2 separate regions of the Zea mays genome follow, and region 2 is linked to region 1. Evidence: chromatin contacts called from public Hi-C data. All regions are on one chromosome and are shown on one strand. The core of a region is the stretch at or near the end of the contact, and the rest is flanking DNA. Distances in the headings are between cores, read along the strand shown. Region 1 has its middle 52 kb from the start of LOC100216878. Region 2 overlaps LOC100382548.

Evidence for each region. A called contact is a pair of places that touch in the nucleus more often than the background predicts.
Region 2: a contact with region 1 is called in a Hi-C map of ear, with 3 times the contacts expected there. The contact joins two enhancer-like sites. A contact is called at or near these places in 2 of 25 Hi-C or Micro-C datasets (ear and tassel).

The regions. Positions count from the first base shown.
Region 1 is chr1:213,147,908-213,155,483 of Zm-B73-REFERENCE-NAM-5.0, forward strand. No RefSeq gene overlaps it. Among protein-coding and RNA genes, the nearest start is that of LOC100216878, 52 kb to the right of the region's middle. Within about 2 kb of position 4,629, at least 17 of the 20 cell types and tissues checked have an H3K27ac peak or open chromatin away from gene starts, as enhancers often do. A contact at or near this core is called in ear and tassel, where this site is marked.
Region 2 is chr1:213,293,442-213,301,017 of Zm-B73-REFERENCE-NAM-5.0, forward strand. LOC100382548 reads right to left here. Exons shown (of 3, transcript NM_001175282.2): 2 at 4,329-4,450; 3 at 3,628-4,150. The coding sequence ends at 3,824. Among protein-coding and RNA genes, the nearest start is that of LOC100382548, 14 kb to the right of the region's middle. Within about 2 kb of position 3,345, at least 19 of the 20 cell types and tissues checked have an H3K27ac peak or open chromatin away from gene starts, as enhancers often do. A contact at or near this core is called in ear and tassel, where this site is marked.

The DNA of each region.
Region 1 (7,576 bases), core at 3,379-5,878:
CATGCGGTGGGGCCCAGGTGGTCTTGTTCCAAACGCACGGATAGAGGAAAACGTGGGAAGGTGGAAATCGCATGCGAGTGTGGGACCCGGTTGTTTTTTTCCAATTTTTTCTACATGTAGATCGAGCGTGGGAGCAAGCTGGTAGGTGGTCCCTATCGGTGCTCCTTCCTTTTATCGCATGCCTGGGTGAAACCGTGTTTTTTTCTTCAACCTTGAGAACGCGCGCGGTGCAACACGGGGAGGACAGGGATCGTCGACCGGGGTGGAGACTCGCCGGCGGCACGACTGCCTGGGCATGCAGCAGCAGTTCGCCGGACAGAGGAGGCGGCGCACCGGCACTAGGAGTGGCACCGGCCAGCAGGCCCTGCCCGCACGCAGCATGCGACCATGGAGGGGGGAGAAAGAGCTAATGCCGCGCGGTGGTCTTCATGACGCTGTCTAGGGGCAAGACTGGTGCAGATGCCGTGAGCCATGCCTGCACCCAGGGGGGTTCCGCCCGGCATGTGGCCTGCTCGGCCATGGCCACGATAGGGAAACTGCGCCCACGCCATGGGGCCTCACCGACCAAGTGCAGGGGCGCGCGCGAGGGAGGAAAGGAGCAACATGGGGGAGGGGAAGAGGGATAACCTGTGCTCACGGCGGATTCCTGGCGACGGTGGAGATTGGCACGGGGAGACTCGACGTGCTACGGCAGTGTTCCGGGCCAGATGGATAGTCACCAGGCGATGCAGCGCTCGATGTCTCGTCGACGCCAGTGAACTTGGTGAGCGGCTGAGGAGAAACTGCGAGAGCGCAAGAGCAGGAAAAGGATAATCGCTGGACGGGGAAGGAAGAGCTTTATACTGCGACGTGGACGGTTACCGAGTTCACTGGCGCGGACTCATCCGAGTGCGCAGGAGAAGTGGTTACGACGAAGAGGCAAAGATGAAAGGTGGGCCCCTCAGCGCAGCGAGATGGCTACAACACGGGTGTCTCCACATGCGCATAGGCGCTGGTGGGCCAGGAGCTTGGCCAAAAGGCCGAGGGTGAGGGGAGGGAATAGGTGCGGGTTTCTTTTTCTATTTTCATTTTGAATTTAGCTTTTCTCTCTTCCCTTTTGTTATATATAGGCCTAGATATACATTCATATAAATAAATATATTTGTCCATTTTAGATGATGCACAAATAACTTAAATGCGATAGCAAACAAAACAATACTTCAGCATGAAATGCAGCACGCAAAGCTTCTCTAGGGTTCAATTCAGTAGACTTACGCTAATATATAACAGAATAACACTCCATTCTTTAGAAAAAGAAAAGAAAAGCAAGGAAAAGAGAGGGTAACACCTGAATTTGGTGAATATTAGAAAAGAAATTTTATACTCCCAAATTCAGGGTGTTACAACAGCCAATGTGCAACTACCATCGAATCGCCTGATTGGATGTGTTCCTTTTTGGGTTGGGCACCAGACTGTCCGGTGGCACACCGAACATGTTCGGTGACCCATCCCAAATGTTGCCTGCTAACTTGGCTGGCGCTGATCGCGTGGCTGGCCTTTGGCACGGACGAAGAGCCATTGCTCGCCTCGCACACCGGACATGTCCAGTGCACACCAGACTATTTGGTGAATTTTAGCCGGCAAGCCTCGGTAATTTCCCAAGAGCAGCTAGTTGGCCAGCTGATCAGGCCGAGCACCAGACATGTCTAGTGCACACTGGACTGTCCGGTGGTACCCAGGCTGGCCCAACTTCTCTTGTCTTGAGCCAAACTTCCTCCCTTCTTTTAGCTGGTCTTTAGATGTTCCCTAGCACTTAGATGAACATTGTTAGCACTTAAAACAATTGACTAAGCGCTAGAGACAAACCTTTATCACTTTGATTCATAATGGTTTGCAATATGCCTAAACTCAAGCCCCTAAAGTTCTTTTCTTATTTTTAACAAACTTTTGGACTTGTCTGCTTCAATTTGCTTTGTAAACACCTATGCTCATGCTTATACCAAGATGGTCAATTCATAGTGGTGTGTTGAACAGTTAATCACCAAAAACACTTAGAAATGGCCCAAATGCACATTTCCCTTTCACTTGAATATGACACTTGTGTAGCTTTGGATGGCTTGGAGTTGTTGCAATGAATGTATGAAGGTTTGCTCTAGCCCTTGTGTCTTCAATGTGCTTTATAGCCCCCAACTACCCACATAGCCGTTGGAGAGAAGTGGGAAAATCTGCATAGTTTTCAGGTGCACCGAAACTTGAACAGTGTCGGTCTGGTGCACTAGACCTCTCACATACTGGTGTAGTAGGTGACCATTCTAACGAGATCAGTCCTATCAGAGAGCACCAGACTAGTCCAGGGCACCATTAGACCCTGCAACGTTGAATGCCACACCATCCAGGCATTGAAACTGAAGTTGACCGTTGAATCCTAACAGGTCCGGTGTGTCACCAGTGTGAAGGTCTAGTGCACCAATTGATAAAGTCCATTTACACCCTCTCTACGTAATCGATCTGGTGCGCCACCGAACTAGTCTAGTGCACCAGTCGACTGAAGCCAAGTTTGCAACCTCTCTGCTCACTAGGTCCAATGCGCCTCTGCTCACCTGAAATTTGGCAAACTTTGGCAAATCTTCTTTAAATCGATTAGGTTGTACTTAAGGTTGTTCCTATGACTTAGACAAACATATCTAGGCACTAGCCAACTAGTCTAAGTCACGAAAATTGGTCGTTTTGAATTCTCAAACTCATATTATAATTTTGGCACAACTTAGCTAAAAAAGGGTGAAACTTCAAACCTGAGCTTTCCAACCTCCCCAGATAGATCAGATAGGTTCCTAGGGGTGTTTAGAACTTATCTATGGTGTTGAACTGCAAGTTAATCTTATCTAAGTTTTACCCCTTTTTGGCTGGATTTGAGCTGTTTTAGAAACATAATTGTTAATCTTATGAAGTTGTGAACATATACTTGGTAAACTAGTTAGTACATATGGTTGTGGTGGTCACTAAACACCAAAACAAGTGTAGAAATGGATTAAACTCCATTCCCTTTCACTTCTTAACTCATCTCATTGAAATCATGAGATCACATAAAACTCAAAGATTATTGTACCATGTTGGCAAAAACTTTCTCTATCAATGATGCATATGGTTTGAGGAAAATAATCTGAAGCAGAGTTAAGAATATTGCAAATGGCATTATGTAATACCCAACTTGTAAAAGTCAACATAAAAGGAGAAAAGTTATTTCCTTTATTTATATGTGTGTGTTGTATCTACTTTCCATCACATGAGAACACCACATGTAAAAAACAAATGATTAATAATAATAATAATAACATACCACAAAAATATGCATCATGTTGGCTTTTATTTGTATGTGTATTTAATAATAATAAAAGTCACTAATAGTAATGAATTCATATCCAAAGTTGAGAATTAATGACTAACTTGAATATTTGAAAATGAGAAATAATCAAGAAAAGAAAAAGAGAATAAATATACAGATAAATATTTTTATCACAGGATTTGAATTGGAACACTTGATATATGTGCAAGTTCACAACTGAGTTTAAATTTAAAATTCGAAATCTAAAATGAGAAAAGAGAATAAATCAAAAAAGGAAATGGAAAAAATAGAAAACAACACTTGGGCCATGGTGCTCTGGCGGCCCATTAATTCTGCCTCCACGCGCGCTGCGCAGTCTAGTTCCGCGCTTGCGCTCGCTGCAGGCGGGGCCCACGCTTCATCCACTTCTTTATACGCCGCCGACTCGTGGGGCCATGAGGTCAGTCGTATCCCCTCCGTTCTGTGCGTCTTCTTCGCGGAACCAAACTCAACCGCGCGCGTGTGTTTGGCGGAGGATCCTTCGTCTCGGCTGAATAGCTCAACCCACCTCCACCGATTGCCGAGACCTGCGCGCGGGCGCCTAGTCCCCAGACCGTAAATAGCCGAGCCTACTGTCAGCTGCGCTCTCCACCTCCTCTTTGAGCCGTCGCAACGGATGTCGTGAACCTCACCGATAGCTCCGTGTGGGGGGAAGTCGTTAGCGAACCGGTCCTGCGTATTTTCCCCACGTCTCTGCGCTATAAAGCCAACGCCCAGCTGACCCGGCACCCTCAACCAACCCTAGTCGCCCGAGTACTCCACGCCGCGCGCGCCATTGGCAGAGGAGGAGAAAGAAGGGTGCCGCCGGGGAAGATTTCTGTGTAAACTCAAATTGGGGGGGGCGTAGCTGGTCTTGGAGCTTCTGGAGATCACCACGTGCCTGCTTGTGGCCTCGGCGAGTGGAGATTGTATCGGCTGGGCCGTGAATTGCTCGCCAGTCTTCCATCGTCGCCGCCGTACCACGAACCACCGCGGCCGGGAGCAACTACGTCTACAACTTGGTAAGAACCACCCCAATCCGCTCCGCGTTGATGTATGCATCGTGTAGGACTAGTCGATTCTAGGTATGGGGCGGTGGTCGCCGCGGTGGCGAGAGTGCCACCGCGGGATGGTCGGTGCCGCCACGACTACGTGCAGAGTTGGGTTAATCGGATCTGACCGTTCGATCGCAAGGAGACGGTCTCGATTTAGTCCGTGTGCTGCTAAGGCATAGTTTAGATCTACACCGTTGGATCTCGGGCGTGCGGATCAGATTTTGTGTTGGTGTGGCACACTGCGGGCCGCGGGATCGTGATCCAAGCGCGGACGTGGCGTACCGGTTCGGGTGCACGCTCGATCTAATCTGAGTCGTTAGAATTCGATCCGACGGCGGGGAAACAATGGCACCCCTTCGGCTGGGTATTCTTCTTAAGAAGCCCCTACGATTTCTAGAAAACAACGCGCCATCCCCGCTCACTGTTCTCTATGTCTTAGACAACTTGCGCCGTAGCCACTAGGGTTTCTGTAAATAGTGCGCGCAGTCCAAAGTGTGGGTAAATCAGTGAAAATATTTATAAATTGATTTGTGACTATAGGAATAATTGTAGAAACCTATTTTATTCATAGAAAATTCATATATGGTCCAAATTAATCCATTCTAGTTCCTATAATTTTGTATTAATTATGTTTATCCCTTGGTAACACTGTTTTAACATGAAAGCCATATTGAAATTAATATCCTAATTAATATGTTATTCAACACTTAAAACTTCATAAATTCATAACTCCTTCATTTTAATTCCGATTTGACTCGTAACAGTTGCGTTAGTTTCGTATAAGTATTTACTACGCAGTAACAACATTGATTATACCATGTATCATTATTTTATAATTAGATCTTTATTTAATCTATGTTGGTTAGTCTTGTTAATCTACTTATCATTATAATCTAATAGAATAAATCTATGGTCAAGTTATAACTTAGATTAAGTTGAGGTATTTATTTATAGAATAATCTCTCATATTTATAATATAGTTTAATATTTTAATCACACAAATCTTTTATAAAATCATAACCCCTTAATCGACTACGATTTTAGTGATTCTCGTTCCCACGATCTCGTAGCAACACGTAGATTATTATTATTCAGTTTGTACTTATGTTTGGTGTGATGTTAATTTTATCTATACCATGTTTGTTTGTATTGCTACGACTAGCGCGAGGACACGTGTCATCTGAAAAGCAAGTTGGTACCTGGAACCTCAAGTGCCAGGCAAGTTGTGCCCTTGATTCACTTTTGTTACCCAATAATGTTCTTTATAATCATTTACCATGCATAGGTTTAATTTTGATGGGACCCAATAGGTCACCCTAGTCTGTTTATCCATTTTACCTTGTTTACCCCTGAATCACATGGGTAGTTTTGCTATTGCTTTATATGGTTTTGGGTTAATATTTCATTATATCCATGTTCCAGTTATTCTGTTATTTTACTTATGTTCATGTCAAGATCATTATATTATTGTTAATTAGAACATGGAGCTTAACTTGAGAAACACGTGCCACCATAAGGGAGGAATGGGACCCCTTGGCTAACTAATTAGGAAAGCTAGTGGAAGACTACCTTACTCGAAAGGGGCAAGGGCAGTAGGGGAGTTGCATGCAAGGAGGTTCTCGGGTTGATTTTGCTACGATGGCGGTCAGACGGGGGATTCTTGCAAGTGCTCTTCCCATAAACTGTAGCGGGTTTTCGGAAGCTAGTGGAACTTTGTAAAGGCCTTGTAGTGGATCCCTAGCCATTTACCTTGGTAGTGTCTAAGGGCCTAGCTAACCCTGGCGACATGGGAAACACGACTTGTGGGTAAAGGGTACAACCTCTGCAGAGTGTAAAACTGATATACTAGCCGAGCTCACGGTCACGAGTAGCTCAAGACTCTTTGATGATTAAATTATGGAACCTAAACTCAATTTGTCATTTGCATTTGCATGGGATTATTAATTTTGTTCTATTATTTTATTATGCTTTGGTATTTACTTACATTTAGTAATTGCTAATAAAATTTGACCAACTTATAAAAGCAATGCTCAGCTTTAACCTCTATTGTTGATCAGCCTTACACTTCATGAACTCCCACCTTTGGTGAGTTCATGCCACATTATTCCCCACAACTTGTTGAGCGATGAACATGTGTGAGCTCACCCTTGCTGTCTCACACCCCCCACAGGTCAAGAACAGGTATCACTAGTTGGCGCATGGTGGAGGTTGCGCTGTGTTCGTGAGAGGTCTAGGTCGTCGTCTCCCAGTTGACTTTCTGGCGCCATGGATGGATTTTAGATCCTGTTATGTTTATCCTTTATTTTTGTAAGTCTTCCGCTATGTAACAAATACTCTGATTATTGTAACATTTGTCTCTATACACTCTGTTATTATATGTGTTGTCTTCTTTGGCGCATGTATGAGATGCACCCGGCTTTGTCCCTTAAAGCCCGGGTGTGACAGAAGTGGTATCAGAGGAAATGTTGATTGTAGGACGAAACCTAGTTAGAAATGGACAAATCCTTACCTACTTACCTTACTCTAATTCATTCTATACTTATCTTATCTTGACCTTGTCTCACCTTTTGCTGTCATACTCTAATTACTCGTATCTTTCCTACTCTAAGACAAGATAGATTTCATACCTTGGAATCCTACATTGATGAACTTTTAAGAGATAGGAGACCTAAGACAAAAAAAATTAAAACTATTTTCTCTATTAAAAAAATGTTGGTTGATTGTTCTGATGATAAATGCTTGATTTGCTTCTTTGATTGATTGAAACAGTATAGTTGGGCATCTTAGCATGTACCACCATAAGGTAATAGCTTTAGTGGATAACACACTTGTCGGGGACCATAATTAGGGGTACCCTCAAGACTCCTAATTCTCAGCTGGTAACCCCCATCAGCATAAAGCTACAAAGGCCTGATGGGTGCGACTAAGTCAGGGATCAGTCCATTCAGCGACTCGATCACGCCTCGCCCGAGCCTAGCCTCGGACAAGGGCAGCCGACCCCGGAGGATTTCTGTCTCGCTCGAGGCCCCCCTCCAACGGCGAACATATTTCCGGCTCGCCCGAGGCCCTGCCTTCGCTAAGAAGCAACCCTGACTAAATCGCCGCACCAACCGACCAAGTCGCAGGAACATTTAATGCAAAGGTGGCCTGACACCTTTATCCTGGCGCGCGCCCCCCGGCA
Region 2 (7,576 bases), core at 2,095-4,594, 140 kb after region 1:
GGGCCTGTAACACACTTCTCAATGCGGGGCCTGTTACGATGGGCCGAAACCCAAGAGGGCCTCCAGGTCTGGTGAGGACGTGGGGTGGGAAGACTTCGTCGTAGGCCTTCGTCGTAAGCCTTCGCCTTGCGGTGAGGAGGGCGGAGGGTGGACCACGCCGTCATCATGCTTCCGTTGGTGTGGCGAGGTGACGAAGGCCTGGAGCGAAGGGTAGCGTCTTCGCCTTCGCCCCAACAATTAGTTACACTGTCATGTATAGTCATCCCACTTTGGTTTCTAACTTCAATCTGGGATAGACACCCACAAAATTTGCTCACGGCATCCTGGATACAACCCCAACGATGCAGCAATGAATTTTGATTATGTTCCACAAACGCTCCTCTGTTCGTGTCATAGAACTTATACACTCTACTCTAGAATGTAGCTCTGGTTTGATTTGTCCCTTGAATAGGATCCGTACTGACATTCAACTATGCTGAAACAAGGAGCCTATCTTCATCCTCGCTGAAAATTTTTCCTTTCTGCTTCTGAGTTGGCTTCGATGAGGGTGGGGTCTGCTGGAACTCAGCTAGGACAGTAGTATTGTCTTCCACAATATCTTCATACAAACCTTCAGTCAACAAATTGGTGAAATAGGCACCATCTCCTTCCATTTCTGAAACAACATGCAGAAAAATCAACAACATGTGACATGAGCATACTTATACAAACCCTGAAATCGGGATTGCAATTTCAGGTGCATCCACTAGGCAGTGAGCTTAGAAATATAGTCTTAGTGTCATAACTTTGGACTGAATCTATGTCCTTCACTCCTTTTCATTCCAGAGGTGTTGGCCTAGAAGGTGATGCAAGTTGCAGCACAGGGATGGATGGATGGAGATGGGGAATGGAGAGGAGTTGTGTGCAGAAGTGAAGATCTAAAACCTTGTTGTCGAGAGGGAGAGGGAGAGTGAGAGGAAGAGGAGATAGGGATTACTTGCCTGAATCAGTGAAAGCTGCAGGTTGGCACGGAGGACGCGCGATCGAGATGGTGCAATGGCGCGTGGACAACGACGACATGACGGAGGAGAAACCCTAGGTGGCACTAGACTAGAGGAGGCTCGCTCCAGCGCCGCGTGGTTGATGAAAGGAAGAATGGGCCACGCGTCAGTGGCCAGAGGATTCTCGTTCCGAAGAAGGAAATGGGTTTCGAAGGATGGGAGCAACAGCAACGGGTGGATCAGGTTGGGGCTGCGAGAGAAAATGGCGCCAAGCAATGGCGCGCTTGTTGTTTCGGCTGCAAAACTGGCGGCAAAGTTGATTTCGGGAGTTCTGTCTTGGTTCCTACATGTGGGAAGTAAATAGGTTTAGATAGGAACCTGATAAATTTAGTAACATGATATAAGGAACTGTTGGGGCAGGTTTTTTGTTATTATTTCCCTAAACAAAAATATAGGATGGATTTTAGGTAACTAGTGCGGATGTTGTGAGGCACTCTCCGCCAATACTCCCCTTCAAAGGTATCGAAGTGAAGGACGGTTAGGGAAGCATCCAATCAATTCCATGAGAAAATGCAATCAACAACAAACAGATATACTGTGATGTGAGATGAGACATACTTTGTACAATCAACAAGTTGCATTTATTTATATTGACAACAAAATCTCACCTTTGATCATTATGGAACAACAATTCATATTTATGAAATACATCAAAGCTTTGTGTTGTTATACATTCGAAAGCTCTATCGGGAGAAGTTGTTATGTGTACGTGGTTATGGAATGACCCATCTCTATAGTGGTGGTACTTTTTACCTATTTATAGAATCAAACCAGTATACATTAATGTATGGAATTACAAGAACACTCTTTCTACTGTACGACAATTCTTATACAACAATAAGGACATGACATACGTGTATTTTCTTCTATCTAACTTGGTTTGCTTCTTTTCCCAAAGGCAACTTCAAATGCACTGGGACTCCATCTTTTCTTCGGCTACTCTTCTTAGCTTCATCGTGTTGAAACTGTTCTTCACTTTGCCTTATCGGCGACTAGCTTCGTAGATCAGGTTGCAACTCTAGCTTTACTCCTTGAGACTGTGTTCAGCAGATCGTGCATATGGTCATGCAAAACACTATTTTACAATGTAGAATGCACTTGTTTATATAGTGGGGTTTGAAATAGGAGTTAAGATGAGTAAGGCCGCTAGAGATAGCCTGATTTGAAGCTATTTCCTCCTTGTACTTGAACCAAGAGAGTTATTAGACGACCAATCTTTTAGTTGACTATATGAGACATGAAAATATCATAAATCCCATTATAAACTATATTATTAACCTTGCTCTTAGCATGACTGATGATGATTGGAACCTACCACATTATTACCTATCAGAAATGGAGGGGTGCAGCTTTGCAGCAGGTGATGGCTGTGAACAGATCGGAGCGTGCCATAACTCATAAGTAGTGGAAAACTGTGCAGCATTGGATCACTCATAGTGTACGCGGAGTGATTTTGATCATTATCCACCGTTGGAAGTAGGGATGACAATTTAACCCGTAGACCTGAAACTCGACGGGTACTCGACACGACCGATGCGGGTATAGATGAAGGTTTTGATCCGCGGGTGCGCCCGCAAACGACCTAAAGTTTCACGGGTGTGGGTTCCTATTCAACCCGTGAGTGACCCGCACTTGACCCAAAATTTTGTTCGTTCTTTATTTTGCGCAAAAATAATTAAGATACAATAGTAATTTTTTTGAATAAGTAACTTAGCTAATGATTTATGAAATATTTTGTGAGAAGGCTTGAAATCCGTAGTTATAACTCAATTATTGTTGATACGTAATTATTTATAGCTGAATTATTATCTAAAAGTGTACACCGGTAAAAACTGGTGGGTGACTCGAAACCGGACTGCTTCATATGCGGATTTAGAATTACACCGCACGTTTAATTGTGAGCAGATTTAGATAATGCGATCGTAAGCTGATTTTTACTCAACCAACCGACCGTTTGGTTCAGATATTTGTAACGTAATGGGTAAGTAATAACGTTAAATCATGTTTGTTTTAGTCCCACCGTAATCAGATATCATACTAAAAATTGATACCGGACTATTCAAACTTGTTACCGACAGTAATCGAATGTAAACCATTACCATTACCCTTTGCGTTACATTTCTTGAACCAAACAGCACCCAGGTCTGTTGCCGTTCCTTGGAAGAACTGGGTAATGCGTGCAAATCAACTACGGTACCAAGGCCCAAAAGGCCGAAAGCTCGAATAATCTGAGTCATGTCCGCGAGTAGCGAGGGCGCCCAATCAATGCTGCCTGTCAGCCGGTAGCCCAACATCTGGGCCGTCTTTTACAGCAGACCTGGGCGCTTGGGCCACAATCTGACCTCCGTATCATCGCACCGTGCAAGTGAGAATGACAAGCAGCAGAAGCAGAACATGAAAAAAACGGATTGGACAAGCACGACTCGCTTGGCTTCTGCCTTGCAGGCTTACTCTTTGCAGCGGGAGAAGCTCTGCACGATCGAGAGCCATGAACGGTTGAATTTAATCACGTGAAACCTTATCAGATCCTCCTATGCTCCCAGCATCCTAGTACGGTTTCAGGGTTTTGCAAAAGCACCTGCTATTCAACATCAAGACCAGCTGTTATTCTGTTTCAATGCACCAAACGTTTCAACCGGTGCCACCACAAAGGTACAGTTTACTGTCTACACTGTCGTGAAAGCAGAACTCTCATGGAATCACACTAGAAACACCATCCGTACAGTATGCAGTATAGAAAGTCGCTGAGAACCCATCCACAATCATCTGAGGCTGCTCTGGAGTTAATCGGTAGAGGGAATAAGAAACTTGAGGAAAGGTTCAGCCTTGGGAGCGATGGATCTCACGTCCTCAAATTTGGCCATTTCAAAATCCTCGTACTGGAAGCCAGGGGCACAGGTGCAGCCAACAAGGGAGTAATGCAGCTCAGGGTCCCTCTTCCGAGACTTGACAAGAACGCTGCCATCAGATGCGAACGACTCGACGTCTAGTGTGGGGAACGACCCAAACCACACGTTCGGTGGCACGGTATACTGGGGGCGCTGGCCTGCCTCAAGGTGTGGGCCAATGACAGTAAGGTCAATGTGACCGTCGTCGTGAAGCTCGAAGACCTAAGACAAACACAGACTAGCAGCATTAGATCAAGCATTGCCAACTATTATCTCCGTTCTCGAATATTTGTCGCCCGCTATTTCATTTCAAAACTGAAATACGACAAATAAAAAAAAACGGAGGGAGTAGTTGTCTAATTGCTTTAGGCATGGAGAATAAGCAAGAAGTGATGCTAACCGTGAGAGGCTCTCCCTTGTAGAAGTGCCAGGTTTCAGCACAGGGAATGCGGTGGAGACGGGAAACACTCCCTGCGGGAAGTAGGAAATAGATTGCGGTGCTAACAGCACGGTTTACCTTGTCTGCAGCATACATTAAGGGGATATTAGAGAGATAATATCAGCTTGACTTCATATCCATGTATGATCTAGTTTAGTACTCATTCGTTGTCTAGCATTGCACTCAAAAATTCAAATTAGTGGTCACAGATATTAGTGGAACAATAACTTGTCTCCATAGAAAAGATCCAACCACTCAGAAATACACTAATAAGCCCCGTTTGGATCCTTAGAATTGAATTCCATTCCAATAATATAGTAATTTACACACGTATCAATTAAGCTAATACAATTTTATGCAAAATATATTTGTATACTATTATTAGTAAGATGCCAGCGATATTTACGTGCTACATTTCTACTAATACATAAAATCATTTCTCATCCTTTACCTCATGAATTTAAGATGGACTTAATATCTGAACTTTAGAAAGTGGTGGAATGTCAAATCCCAAGCCAAATCTGTTACTTTATTAAGTAAATTTTAATTCCTCTAAAATGAATGGCTCCAAATGCCCCGCAAATAAAATCACCAACTACACATTTAGGTTGTCTGCAGCAAATCGTATAATATAGGGCAGAACAGAGAAGCAATAAATATTTTCCAAACTGATGGCAAATGTTCAGTATTCTTAAAATTTGCAGTGGTTTCAGATGGCGGCCATACCATCCTGCTTTGGTTGTTACAGACATCTCACTAACTGCATGTTCCATTACAAATCGTACAAGGTAACAAGGAGCTTCAGGTAGCAACTACTGATAAAGATTCATATCACACGTAGCCACTATAGTACTATAACTAAGAAGCATGCAAGGTCAATACATGGCAGACCTAGTGCTAGAGGCTCCCATATGAGGCTTTGTTCGGTTAGATCTCAATCCATGTGGATTGAGTGGAATTGGGTGGGTTTAAATCCCAAGCAAGTCAAAGTTCTTCTAATTTTTTTTCAATCCATGTATAATGGGAATAATCGAACAAGGCCTGAGTGGGGTCTGAGGAAGGGATAAATCGAGACAAGCCTGCCTCCCGTAAATATAGCAGGTGAGACTGTGAGATAACTCTGACCACTACACTAGACTTGCCCTTCAAGATCATGGTAATGCACAAGACCTACCCTTCAAGATCATTACCATGGACAATGACCAAATATTTCAGCTTGTCACAATCCACGAATCATGATAAATGCAAAATTGCGAAGGGGCTCACGGGTCACGGCGCAGTGGCAAGGCCACTGGTCGCAAGTGCTCCCGCCCAGGGTTCGAATCCTGGGTGACGCACCAAATTGCGGCCTGGTGCCCACCTCCCTGTGACGGTTGCTGTGGCATCCCATTGGGTGACGCTCGGCCCCGGCAGGTTTTGGTGGGCCCATCTTCTTAAATATATAAAGCTAGGGGAACGGCAGACCCCTAATTGAGTTTTTTATGATAAATGCAAAATTTACACTTGAAATTTCAATTCCAAAGGTATTTATTCAGCTAATGTTTGTATGCAGCCATTGTGGGGGACAGATATCCCCGGGTCCACTGGAAGGATAAAAGACCTCACGAAAGGCCCAAAGGCCCAATAAATCGTAAGGTCATCCCTTCGTGGGTCTGGGGAGGAATGACCAGTGAAGCAGATTGACGTAAGGCAGGATCAGTGCGAGCCCAGACGACCCAATGACTTCGAGCAAGTAAGCACGACAGTGACCCGATCTTCTCGCATTGGAACCCTGTGCGATGGAACCACGCAAGGATGGGTCGGCGGAACTATAGGGAGATAGGCTCAATTGGTTCACTATCATTTAGGCGCATACTATTATCATATCCGCATGTAATGCCCCACGGTCGAATATATAAGGCCTAGGGGGCACCCCTTCAGAGGATCAATCTGACTACTCAGCCATCCACCTCAACTCTCTACGTTCCTTACACTAGAGAGTTCCCTTGTAATCCGCCACATAAAACATTCCCGCCAGGACGTAGGGTGTTACGCATCTCTAAGCGGCCCGAATCTGTACATCATTGTTCACAGTTTCTCGTGCGCTCTGCACGAACCATCGAGCTACAGTCGGCGACATCGTCCTACTCCTAAAAACACCTTGAGGGGCAACCCCGGGTGTGCGGTCGGACCCAAAACACCGACAGCTGGCGCGCCAGGTAGGGGGTGTGTCGCCGATCTAAGCTAGCTCAATGGCCGTCACCTTCCATCACAAGATCATCCTCCGCCCCGGATCCGTGTTCTGCTTCGGAACTATCTCATCTGTAGCGGATGAGGAAGGAACTCTACATCGCATCGTAGATTCGCCAAGGAGGAAGTCTCCTCCAACAACCTCCGAGAATATCGGGGTAAGGCAGGGAAAAGCGCAACCTACAGCACTCCGAAAAAAGATAGCCTTCAGCGAGCCAGGGGCCGAGGGCCCGCTAACCCGGAGGACTCCACTGTCTACCTCTCCGATGAAAGAATGGACACAAATCGCAAGGAAGAAGGAAACAAATAGGAAGCAAGTTGTTCTTCCTGTACCTCTGCCCTCAAAGGAGAACAGAAAGAAGATCGCCACGACAGCTGCGCCATTCTACCCCGACGTCCTCTTCATCGGGAGAGTGGAGTCGCCCCCCGTCTCCGACAACGAACCGACTGCACCCGGAGAGGAACCTCCTCAGCGGGAATCCCGCCGACGAAGGAACCGACGCCGAAATGTCCGGAGACATCACGAGGCCGGAGAGCGGGACCCGGAGCAGCCTGTCTCGCGAGACGAGGTCTCAGAGATAGGAGAAACGTCGGAGGAACGTGTCTTCAGGGAACGAAGGAATTCCCGACGGCGTGATCGCCGACGGGCTCAGGAACAAGCCGAGCAGGAGGCAAGGCAACGTCGGGAGAATCCACTCTTCGGGCGCAACCTGAACCCCGACTTCGTCCAAGCCATGAACACGCCGAGTGAAGTCGGAGGGGTGCTGGCTCGGAGGCGCTATCACGATAAGACCATGCGACGGTACCAACAAACTCTGAGGCGCTATCACGATAAGACCATGCGACGTCGATCCTTCACAGTGGGAGACCTCGTCCTCCGCCGAATTCTAACGGGGGAGGGACAGCACAAGTTGTCACCTTTATGGGAAGGACCATTCATAATAGCAGAGGTCACTCGGCCGGGATCATATCGTCTCACT